Regions from separate parts of the Mus musculus genome. Here all the other regions are linked to region 1. Evidence: chromatin contacts called from public Hi-C and promoter capture Hi-C data. All regions are on one chromosome and are shown on one strand. The core of a region is the stretch at or near the end of the contact, and the rest is flanking DNA. Distances in the headings are between cores, read along the strand shown.

Evidence for each region. Promoter capture Hi-C pulls out the DNA fragments that hold promoters and counts their contacts. Hi-C and Micro-C count contacts between places; a contact is called where the count stands out from the background.
Region 2: a promoter capture Hi-C map of stem cell-derived epiblast-like cells shows a contact between it and region 1, with 4 times the contacts expected there. The contact joins the promoter of 4930429H19Rik here to the promoter of Fam174b in region 1. A contact is called at or near these places in 2 of 39 promoter capture datasets (pre-B cells and stem cell-derived epiblast-like cells).
Region 3: a Hi-C map of cerebral cortex shows a contact between it and region 1, with 4 times the contacts expected there. The contact joins the enhancer-like site here to the promoter of Fam174b in region 1. A contact is called at or near these places in 3 of 39 promoter capture datasets (embryonic stem cells, hematopoietic stem and progenitor cells and stem cell-derived epiblast-like cells), 3 of 484 Hi-C or Micro-C datasets (Th1 cells, cerebral cortex and embryonic stem cells) and 1 of 115 datasets of contacts at active chromatin or transcription factors (embryonic stem cells).

Annotation. Positions count from the first base shown.
Region 1 is chr7:73,738,746-73,742,176 of GRCm38.p6, reverse strand. It overlaps Fam174b (family with sequence similarity 174, member B), which reads right to left and starts at 1,870. Exons shown (of 3, transcript NM_001162532.1): 1 at 1,349-1,870. The coding sequence starts at 1,674.
Region 2 is chr7:73,308,773-73,312,203 of GRCm38.p6, reverse strand. 4930429H19Rik (RIKEN cDNA 4930429H19 gene) reads right to left here and starts at 1,824. Exons shown (of 3, transcript NR_105062.1): 1 at 349-1,824.
Region 3 is chr7:73,432,013-73,435,443 of GRCm38.p6, reverse strand. The region is part of intron 38 of Chd2 (chromodomain helicase DNA binding protein 2); the gene reads left to right. Among named protein-coding and RNA genes, the nearest start is that of A730056A06Rik, 58 kb to the right of the region's middle. Within about 2 kb of position 1,638, at least 12 of the 459 cell types and tissues checked have an H3K27ac peak or open chromatin away from gene starts, as enhancers often do. A contact at or near this core is called in cerebral cortex, where this site is marked.

The DNA of each region.
Region 1 (3,431 bases), core at 621-3,120:
CACCTGGTGCTGGGAGGGAAGCCTGTACCAGGGAAAGGAAGGCAAGGAGGAAATGGCGTTAGGATCTCTGGGTGATGGATGACTAGGACTCGGAGCCTACAAGCTAAGATGGAAAGCAAGCAGGTACAAAGGACCCCTGGCCAGCAGCCCAGACATGCTGGGGCTAGTTAATCAAGTCCACGGGGGGAGCATGACCAGGGACAACAGCCACAGAACAGACCACCAGGCAGCAGAGTCGAGGTGCACCACCCCACCTTTAGCCACACAGAATCCAACAATACTTACTTGTTCAACATGGACAAAGGAACACTAGGGGAATAGTCCCTGCTGTAAAGTGCTCCACATCCTATCTAAATCAGAATCTAGATTGGCAGCTGTCTACCTAAGAAACTCAACTAACAAGCTTGTCTTCCAGGAAGAGGGTACAGATCATGCCCAGAAGCAGTTTATCTCATTAAGTGGTCTCCTTCCTTCCTTCCACACCCAAGCCAAGGACTCTCCCTTCCGGGCCTGAGTGCCACATCTCCTACTTTGTCCCCTCACATCTGGCCACATGTGCTTTGTCTTCTCCCCCACTCTTGGGTAATAAGGAGCAGACTGGCAAAATACTTCAAATGCCTTCTTTTAAAAGTACACAGCTGTGTGGGCTGGGACTATTTTGAGCTAAATGCTGCAAACCTCCAAGCTCAGAGCCGTTCTGGGCGTTCGCTGACTCCAAGTGAACAATGAGGGCCGTCACCAAAGCTATCATGGGTCACCAAACCTCCTGAAACCTGTAACCAACATCAGGTGTGTGAAGCAAGTGTCCCCAGGTTCCTCTGGCATCCCTCGCTCCCTGCTTCTGCTTTCTGTAGGTGAAAGAGGGCGAAGAGCTGGTAAAACAGAGGAGAGCTGCCAAAGGGGGAAAGGGGCAAAGTTCTTGATAGGAGAACCCTAGTCCAAATTGTCCCTCAAGCGCTGAGTACCTGTGTAAGCCAACTCTCTTTGAATGTTTCCTTGTCTGTGAGGTGGGCATAAAAATACATTCCACGGAAGGTGGTCGGAACTCAAAGTTGGTGTTAAACGTGAACAGAGGAAAGCAATAGAATCTAGGACTTGGAACACACCAAACAGCCTTAAAGGGGGAAACGGTTCCTGAGATGTGCCCTGGAAGAACCAAATGCACGCGCCCGCCCTCCGGATCCCACCCAGGCAGAGAGCAGAAAAGTGCGCGCCTGGCGAGAGCGCGCCGAGAGCGAGCACCTGTGCGCGCAGGTGGGGAGGACGCGCGGTGGCATCAGCGGCAGCAGCAGCATGGTGACGCCGCCCATGGAGCCAGCAGGGCAAGGAGTTGGGCGACGCGACCCACCTGAAGACGCGCAGCAGCAGACAGGCGATGAGCAGCGCGCTGAAGGCACATGCCACGATCACCGTCGCCTTCAGGGTAGGCAGGTCACGAAGCAGACTGGAGATGCGGGTCACCACCGCGTCGACGCTGCTGTTGGAGCTTCCCCCGCCCGCCATGCCGGATCCCAGCTGGGTAGCATTCCCGGGACCGGGCGGAGGCTGGTGTTCTGCTTCGGGCTGGGAGGCCGAAGCGGACTCGGCTCTGCGAGCGAGGGCGGCGGGCGCGGCCAGGAGCGCGAGCAGCAGCAGCAGCAGCGGTGGCGGCGGTTGGGGTGGCAGGGCGCTCATGGTGCACTATGCGCACGCACGGTGCGGAGGTCTGCGTCCCGGAGGCTTGCACCCCGGAGGCCTGAGCCCCAGAGGCTGGCACCCGGGAGGCCTGCGCCGGGGTCTCCGGCTGCCGAGGCGGCTGCGCGATGCTCGGCAGGAAGCTGCAGAGCCCGGAAGAACCCGCGCCGCCGCTGCAGCCACCAACACGTTGCACAGAGTCATTCGACGGGCTTCGGCCCCGCGTGGGCGGGGCAGACCTCGGCTGGGTCCCCGCTGCGCTCCGCCCCTGGGTAGCCCAACCCGATCAGGACCTAAGACCCCATGGAGGAATCCTAACTGCTTGGCTCACTCTGCTCCGGGCAGGCAGAATGATGAACTGTTCACGCGATTTATTTCTTTCAGTATGGCAGCCCTCTCTGGAAACAGGTATTCTTTTGCCCTGGTTTGTTGATTTAGCACGCAGGGAGTCAGCTCACAGCAACCCAGATTTCCCACCTAGAGTTTGCAAGCCCTTTGCACTTCAGCTGGTGAACCTTTGGAAGTAATCTCTCCTTCTCCAGACCAGACTTAAATTTCAAACTCCAAGGAGTAATTTATTGTGGTTCTGTCTCTGGTATATAAACTAAGTAATGTTGGGGTGGGGAAAGACTATTCTCTTGGGAGTCCAGGAATTGATACAGTGCTGAGTGGGTTCCTGGAGCAACCGTTACAGAACCTTGGATGATCTGGAAGGTGCTCCCCAATGATCAGTAAATATCTAAACATACAGAACAAGGACCAAGAGACTTTGATCAGCTCATTTCTGGTCCTGCTAGAGAAACAGACAAATATAACGATGCATTCATTGTCTATAGTTACATAACCAAGCTTCCATAACAAATTATCCCAAAACCTAGTAGGTCACCACAATCCCCATTATCTGGGTTGTCCTGTTTTAAGGTATCTTGTTAAGTTTAAGATCAAACTAATACCCCCTCCCCCAGATCTCCTCAAAAGGTTCACATGGGAGCTGATCTGTCCCCGAGCTCAACTGGCTTTCCCTGACTGATTCAGCGCTTCACAAACTGCTAGCCCCGAACCTCCATTCCCCATCTCTGTCTGTCAGAAGCTGCCCTAAGTTCTAACGGTGAGAATTTCCAACAGAGCGTTTTGCATCTTCAACGTGTTCAAGCCCAGTTAGCAATAAATTCAGGGAGCCGGACAGAAGACAGTTCTGTAAAACTTAATTACAGATGTGACACCCCCACACTTTCTCCTGAATCGGTTCATTAGATGCATACCACCACTCTTTGTTCACAATTCAGGAAAGAAGGCGTCACAATGACGTAAATAACAGGAAGCGGGAGCATCAGGGCCACCTAACAGCTGTCTGCCATATACACTGGGGGTGGGGGTGGGGTGAGCAATATTGAGATTCCCAGAAGTCATTGCCCACCAAGCACTTTGTGTATCAAGTGTTTTCAAGCATGCTACAGGGATGAGAGAGAAAGATCATCTGCTAGACAGAGCACATCGTTAATCCCAGCATTGAGGAGGCAGAGGTAGACAGATGTCTATGAGTCTGATGCCATCCTGGTCTACATAGTGAGTTCCCAGATAGCCAGAACTGCATGGTAAGATCCAGACCCAAAAGAAGAAAAAGGAAAAGAAAAATCCTATGGTTAAAGTATTCCAGCTCTGAACTACATTGATGGAGAAGTCTTGTTTTCGTATCAGAATATACACAGAAAATTCCCTAAAGATCTAGGTGTGACGTCCATAATTCCCCAAGCTTC
Region 2 (3,431 bases), core at 575-3,074, 430 kb after region 1:
GCTGGGAGCCACACCTTTGCTTAAAGAAAGAAAGTTTATTTTCTTTATGTTCAGGGTTTGGGATAGCGATCAATTGATCAAGCTTGCCTAGCGTGAATGAAGCCTGGGGTTAAATTCCCAGTTACACATAAGCCAGGCATGGTGGCACATACCTGTAACCCCAGCAGTTAGGAGGCAGAGGCGAGGGTCAGAAGGGCAGCATCATGCCCAGCTATGCAAAACGATTGAGTTCAGTCTGAGACCCACAACTTTCATAAAAGTAAAAGTAAAGATGTTTATGTGAACCAGAGAATAAACAAACTCCCCATGTTTATAGAGTCCGTCACCATTTACAAATCGACTTTTCACCTTTGTGTAGATTAATGCCCAGTTTGCAGATGCGATGCAGATGCGAGATGGAGGGGTGAGAGACGGCATGGATTGCTGGTCATGGCTTCGGACTTGAGCTTGGGTCCCAACTCAGCTCTCATATCCCCACTGTCCGATACTTCCCCAAACCTCCACAGAACACAGTTTCTGCAAAATTGCTTCACGGTTCGGTTCTTCAGAACCTTTTGTGTAAGAGTGAAAGGAGCTCTCAGTTAACATTCTCAAAATGGGTTACTCAAAAGTGTTACATGCATGTGTGAAATTCGTCACAATAAAAACCATTATTTTATACAATTAGTATGTACTGGAAAAAAAAAGAGAGAGATCTCACTACAGATAAATTGTCACTCAGCCCTTGACTCAAAATTCTTGGAACTCCAGTTTGTTGAGTAGGAGATGCACCTTGGTTCCCAGTTTGTTTTTCAAACCTCGTTGAAATGTTATGTAGCTGGGACAGGGAGAGGAAGGCTTTGGTGAGAGAGATCTGTATTTTAGTGTTCTCTCTTGCTTTTTTCATCAGAGAGTCAGCAAGACGTCAGGTTTTCAGAGTGAACCGGAGAAGGGGAGAACGTGGAAAGGCCCTGTGGGAGGCGAGAAGTGGAAAGATCGGGAGGAGGAGACACAGCACTTCCCCAGCCCTGAAGGTGGCCTGGGCTCCATTTGCTGAGGACTGAGGAGTTAAAAATCACACCTAGGTTCTATTTGACTTGGGCTGAAGGGTTTGCAGCATGTAATGGTGACTCTGAAAGTCCTCTAGGGAGAAATGTCTCTGAAAGGTAGAGACACATTGTCACTGACTGGTCTGGTCCTGCTAAAGGGCAACCAAACTGGGGAAAGCATCTGAAAGAGCAAGCTTACATAGCCCCTCCCACTTCCAAGAGCACTATGGCAACCATGGCTTCCACAGTCGCTCCCACCAACAGTCGCTCTGTTTTCACCACCAAAGCCTTCGCCCACACCACCTCTAACACTACCATTACTTCTGCCATAGTTACCATCTCCACCGTCACCACTGTTACCACCTCCGGCTAACACCACCACCGCCACCTTAGCTATTGTCATTATTGCCTCTGCTACCACCACCACGGACTACCACGAACACCAGCACGGATCACAGGGTTACCCTGCAGCCGCCACCATGGCCTCCATCACCGCTGTCGTCATCACTACTCCTGCTGTCTCCACCTCTACCAGCATCACCATCATCTCTGTACCATCTACGCGGCCACTACTGTTATCGCCACCATCACATCTTGACGGAATCATCACCACCGTCGCCATCTTTCCTCCACTAGCAGCATTATCACTATTACCGTTATCGCTACCACTCCCGTTTTCTCATTAGCATTTCCTAGGCACTGTTGTACAAAGCAGGGAACAGTCTCAGGCTAAATGATTTGTTCAATCCCATACAGCAACAAGTTAGAAAGTCAAAATGTCATCCCGGGTCTGTATGAGGGAAGTGGTTCAGAATGTTGCATTGTCGGGCGTGGGATACGCGCTGCGTCTTGGTTTACTCGTAGGCAGGCACCTCTCTGTTTGGGCATGAGAGGCTCCTTGTGGGCCGTGACCAGGACCGACAATCTGTTTCCCTTTCTTTTTCGGTCTTTCTTTCACACAATCTGGATCATATGTCTTTTCTGGTCAGAACAAATAAAAATGTTTTATGTCTCCCCTCCTTTTTTTCTGGGTTTTGGATGTAAGTGTTTGCACACAGTTCTGGAAGCAGATGGAGCCTGACAGAAACCCATGTGAGAATTCAAACTCAGAAGCTCTGTGACAGGGCACTCACATTCATAGGCATCTCTGGGAATTCCAAAGACGGAGAGACATCTAGGTAAAGGGAGAAAAGGGGACAGAGATACAGACACATACTGAACGCGAACCTTTGTGTTTTGGAGATATGCTAGGACGCCCTGGCTTTTCAGTGACTGCTTATTTTCCAATCGATGGAAAGTCAAAGCCATTGGATGCTGCCTTCTCCCTGATGTTATCAGGACACACTTGCTCACACTTCCTACCAGCCTGGCTTCTCTTCAGATGAGGAGGACATAACTCTTCCTTGCAGAGTCCATAGCTCCACGCCAGAGTCAGGTATGGCTACAGGAAATAATAACACACTGTCTGATGCCCTAGGTAAACTGTGGCTACATCTTGGCTTGGCATGCCTCCAGACTGTTGTTTCAAAAGGCAATTCCCCTGCACCAAACAAGCTCAAAGCTCTCTGCTGGAATTACCGATGGTTAAATTGAGTTGTAGCTAGATTAGGGTTCCCACCCATAACAAATCACCTGGGAAGCAAGTTTGCAGTAGTGTGTTTGGCCTACGAGGAACTGCTGGGCCTGGCTGCATTGTATTCTGGATGTGTATGACCTGGAATCTGTGAGAACTAGGCATGATGACTTTCATATCAATCCGTATTCCAGGAGGACTGCTGGAAGCATTTATGGTTTTCCATAAGAGTTGCCTCTTACCTCCTGTTTGCTTCTTTGCCCTGTCTAGCTCTTGGGCAACTTGGTGCCATCGGAAAGGTTGGTAGAACTGAGTGAATGAGGGCCCGGGCCTGCTTTTATCACCATCTCCATCTCTGTGTCTTTCCCCGGAGCCTTGGTGGAAAGTGGGGACACTGGGAGCCCTCGTGCTTAGCTTTCAGGGGTGGTTGACAGAAGGAGGGACTAATAGTCACAGAAGTCCCTCTCATGGAATAACATGCTATTCATAGCCCAAGACTCTGCTGCTGTGGTCATGATTGATGGTTGCTTTTAAGAGGCTGGTGTGAGGGAGGATGGGGGTCGGGGTGAAAGGAAGCAACTGTTTGAGGTGTGGAACGCAGATGTGACCCCCACCTCGCTCATCTGTCAGACACAAAATGTCCCCCTCCTACTGACCTAGCCGGGAGTTAACTCTGTTTTCCTCAAGAGTAAGACCAGATGAGGTGCTGCTGACTGTGTGTCAAATCTCTCACACAGCAGGTTTCCAAAGTCGAGAATCTAATTTTTATTTTTCCCTTAAAAATGTCTATATCGTCATTTCTCCTTAAAAATAAAAATGAATCTGGAAGC
Region 3 (3,431 bases), core at 389-2,888, 310 kb after region 1:
GTACAGAAGATTGTGAGCTGCCATGTTGCCGTTGGGAGCTGACCCCAGGTCCTCTGCAAGGGCAGCAGGTGCTCTTAGCACCTGAGACGTCTCCCCAGCCCTGTCCTCTTTTTGAAAAGTGTTGCTTTGTTCTTGAAGACTTTTATACACGCACAGATCATGTGCTTTTGGTAATTTCACCCCATTGCCCCTCCTCCCTCTCTGGACCGGTGCAGTTTCCCTCCCAACAGGCTTCCTTCCTCCTTCCATGTCTTTGCTTGTGACCCAGTGAGCTTTCTTGTGCTTGCTGCATGAGTTGGGGTGGGGTGTTATTTATGGCACAGGCAACTTAGGAGTATCTCACACATTGCTAGACGAAAGGACACTGCTCTCCTGGCACTCTTTTGTGGTTTTATTATATTTTCAAGTCAGCATATAATGTGTTCCATATCACTATGGCATTTTTGAACAAAGTTGTTTCTCCTCCCCCATCTCTCCCACCCTCCTACTGTCCTGATTTCCCCTTGTGACTCCCTGCCAGATTCTTTTCCTCTTTCATGTCCCATGTGTCCTGGAAGTCCCATGCCACCGTACTTTCTTCTCACATAATATATCTCCTCTTGGTTTACTTTCTAGATTCATAGAATTTTCCTGTTCTTAAACCTGACTACATGTGTACATTACGGGGCAGCATCCACATATAAAGGAGAATTCTGAGTTTGAGTCACCTTGTGTACCTTCCCCATCCATTTCCCTGCAAATATCAGAGAGGCGTAGGATCTCTGCAACTCAGTAGCCAGCCAGCCTAACCTAATCGTTAAGCTACAGGTCTCAGTGAGAGATGTTGTCTCAAAAAAACAAGGTTAGAGCAATGAGATGTTTAGCTGGTAAAGGTGCTTGCAGCCACGCCTGATGAGCTGAGGTCAGTCTGCCTGTGGATGGTGGCATATGTGTGCACACAGTGGATGGTGGCATATGTGCACAGAGTGGATGGTGGCATATGTGCACACAGTGGATGGTGGCATATGTGTACACAGTGGATGGTGGCATATGTGCACACACACATGTGCACACAGAGTTAATAGATGAATAAATTAGTATGATGCTTTTCTTTAAAAGCTGAGTGGTACTTGAGGTATGTTAGCTGAGGCTGACTTCTGGCCTCCACATTCACGTACCTCACACACCTGAATGTGTGTCCACACATCACCTATGAGTGAATACACACAATACAGACTCAATGGTAGTAGTTCATAACATGGCACATGAGGTGGGCACCAGTCTGTGGTCCTTGCCCACCCGGATCCAATAATTTAAGTCAGCCTTTTGAAATTCTATTTCTCTACAGCTGTGCAGTGCCATTAGTGAAGTGACAAGCCAGTTTCACACTGTGAGTTGGCAAGTGTGAGAGACTTCACTTAACATCTGGCTGTTGACTGAACTTCTTGGCACCTGTGGGCTTCCCTGGGCAGATGTTATGCTTTGTGCTTATAGACTGCTCTGTGAATTTAAAGTGGGGCAATAGTTACACAGCGTTTTTGTCTCCTGCTGTTGTTTTGGGAGATCTACCATTTAGATGCGTAGCTGTCGCCTGCATTAGCCACCTCATGAGGGAGCCTGCATGCTCTCTGCCTCCTGCTTTCCCATCATCTCCTCAGGCTTCTCTGTGCAGGTCTGCATTTCTGCCTGGTCTGTCCTTTTGTCCTTGTGTTCACTGAGGCTGCACTGTGAGGAGGTGTTTATTTTGACGGGTATTTTTGCTGGATGTAAAGTTTTCAGTAACCAGTTTCAGTACTGTGAGATGCTCCTCCATTGTCTGCTTTATGCCTTCTGACAAAAACGCCTGTCTTCTCCCTTTTCCTCTTTACGGACAGTTACTGTTGAATGCCTGGTTCTGTCCCCTATCATAGGCTGTGCTATCTGCCTGCCTGCCTGCCTGCCTGCCTGCCTGCCTGCCGGCCTGCGCTCCCTGCCTCCTTCCCTTGTAATGGAGTACAGAGATTAACCCCGGGCTTGAGTGCATGAAGCAGGTGCTTTCTGCTCAGCACATTGAAGCCCTGACTCACTTTTCTTTGCATTTCTTTTACTCAGGAATCACCCAGCTCTTTGGATATGTAGGGTTATTTTTCATACCTATAAATTTGAAAGATTTTCAATATTTTCCAAATAATGTTGCCATTTTCCATTTCCTCTGGAAATTGAAATTGTTGTTAATGTTATCCTGCTTGAAGTGTGGTATGCTGACTAGACTGTACTTATCAGAATTGTTCCTCACCTGCTGATGATGTCATTTGAGTCAATTTCAGTTTGATTAGCTTAGCTCATTATATTTCATATCTCCTGATACTTTCCATGCCTAGTAATGTATTAGATGGCCTATAAAACACCATTGACAGCAATATACTCCTATGTGCATGGGTGTCACACACACACACACACACACACACACACACACACACACTGCTCTATGTGTCCTGGCATTGTTTATTTGTTCCCTGTGATTTCTTTGGCATATTCATCCTTTTCAGATTGAAATATTCTTTCTAGTATCCTCTGTTGACTTAGTGGTCAGGACAGGTTTTCTCAACCAATGGGGCACATCTCCTTTGGGGGTTGAGCAACACTTCCACAGGGTCACCCAAGAAAACACAGAGATTTACTTTATAATTCACAATAGTAGAAAATAATTAAGATTCATAAATAGTACAGAAACAATTTTATGAATGGAGGTCTCTACAACGTGAGGAACTGTGTTAAAGGTCAGCATTAGGAAGGTTGAGGACCACCGCTTTAGTCTGTTTTCTTGTGAATTTTTAATTTTATTATTATTTTTTTAAATATTTTTATTAGGTATTTTCCTCATTTACATTTCCAATGCTATCCCAAAAGTCCCCCATACCCTCCCACCCACTCCCCTACCCACTCACTCCCACTTTTTGGCCCTGGCGTTCCCCTGTACTGGGGCATATAAAGTTTGCGTGTCCAATGGGCCTCTCTTTCCAGTGATGGCCGACTAGGCCATCTTTTGATACATATGCAGCTAGAGTCAAGAGCTCCGGGGTACTGCTTAGTTCATAATGTTCCACCTATAGGGTTGCAGATACCTTTAGCTCCTTGGGTACTTTCTCCATTGGGAGCCCTGTGATCCATCCAATAGCTGACTGTGAGCATCCACTTCTGTGTTTGCTAGGCCCCGGCATAGTCTCACAAGAGACAGCTACATCTGGGTCCTTTCAGCAAAATCTTGCTAATGTGTGCAATGGTGTCAGTGTTTGGAAGCTGATTATGGGGTGGATCCCCAGATATGGCAGTCTCTAGATGGTCCATCCTTTTGTCACAGCTCCATACTTTGTCTCTGTAACTCCTTCAATGGGTGTTTTGTTCCCATTTCTAAGAAGGGGCACAGTGTCCACACTTTGGTCTTCATTCTTCTTGACTTTCATGCGTTTAGC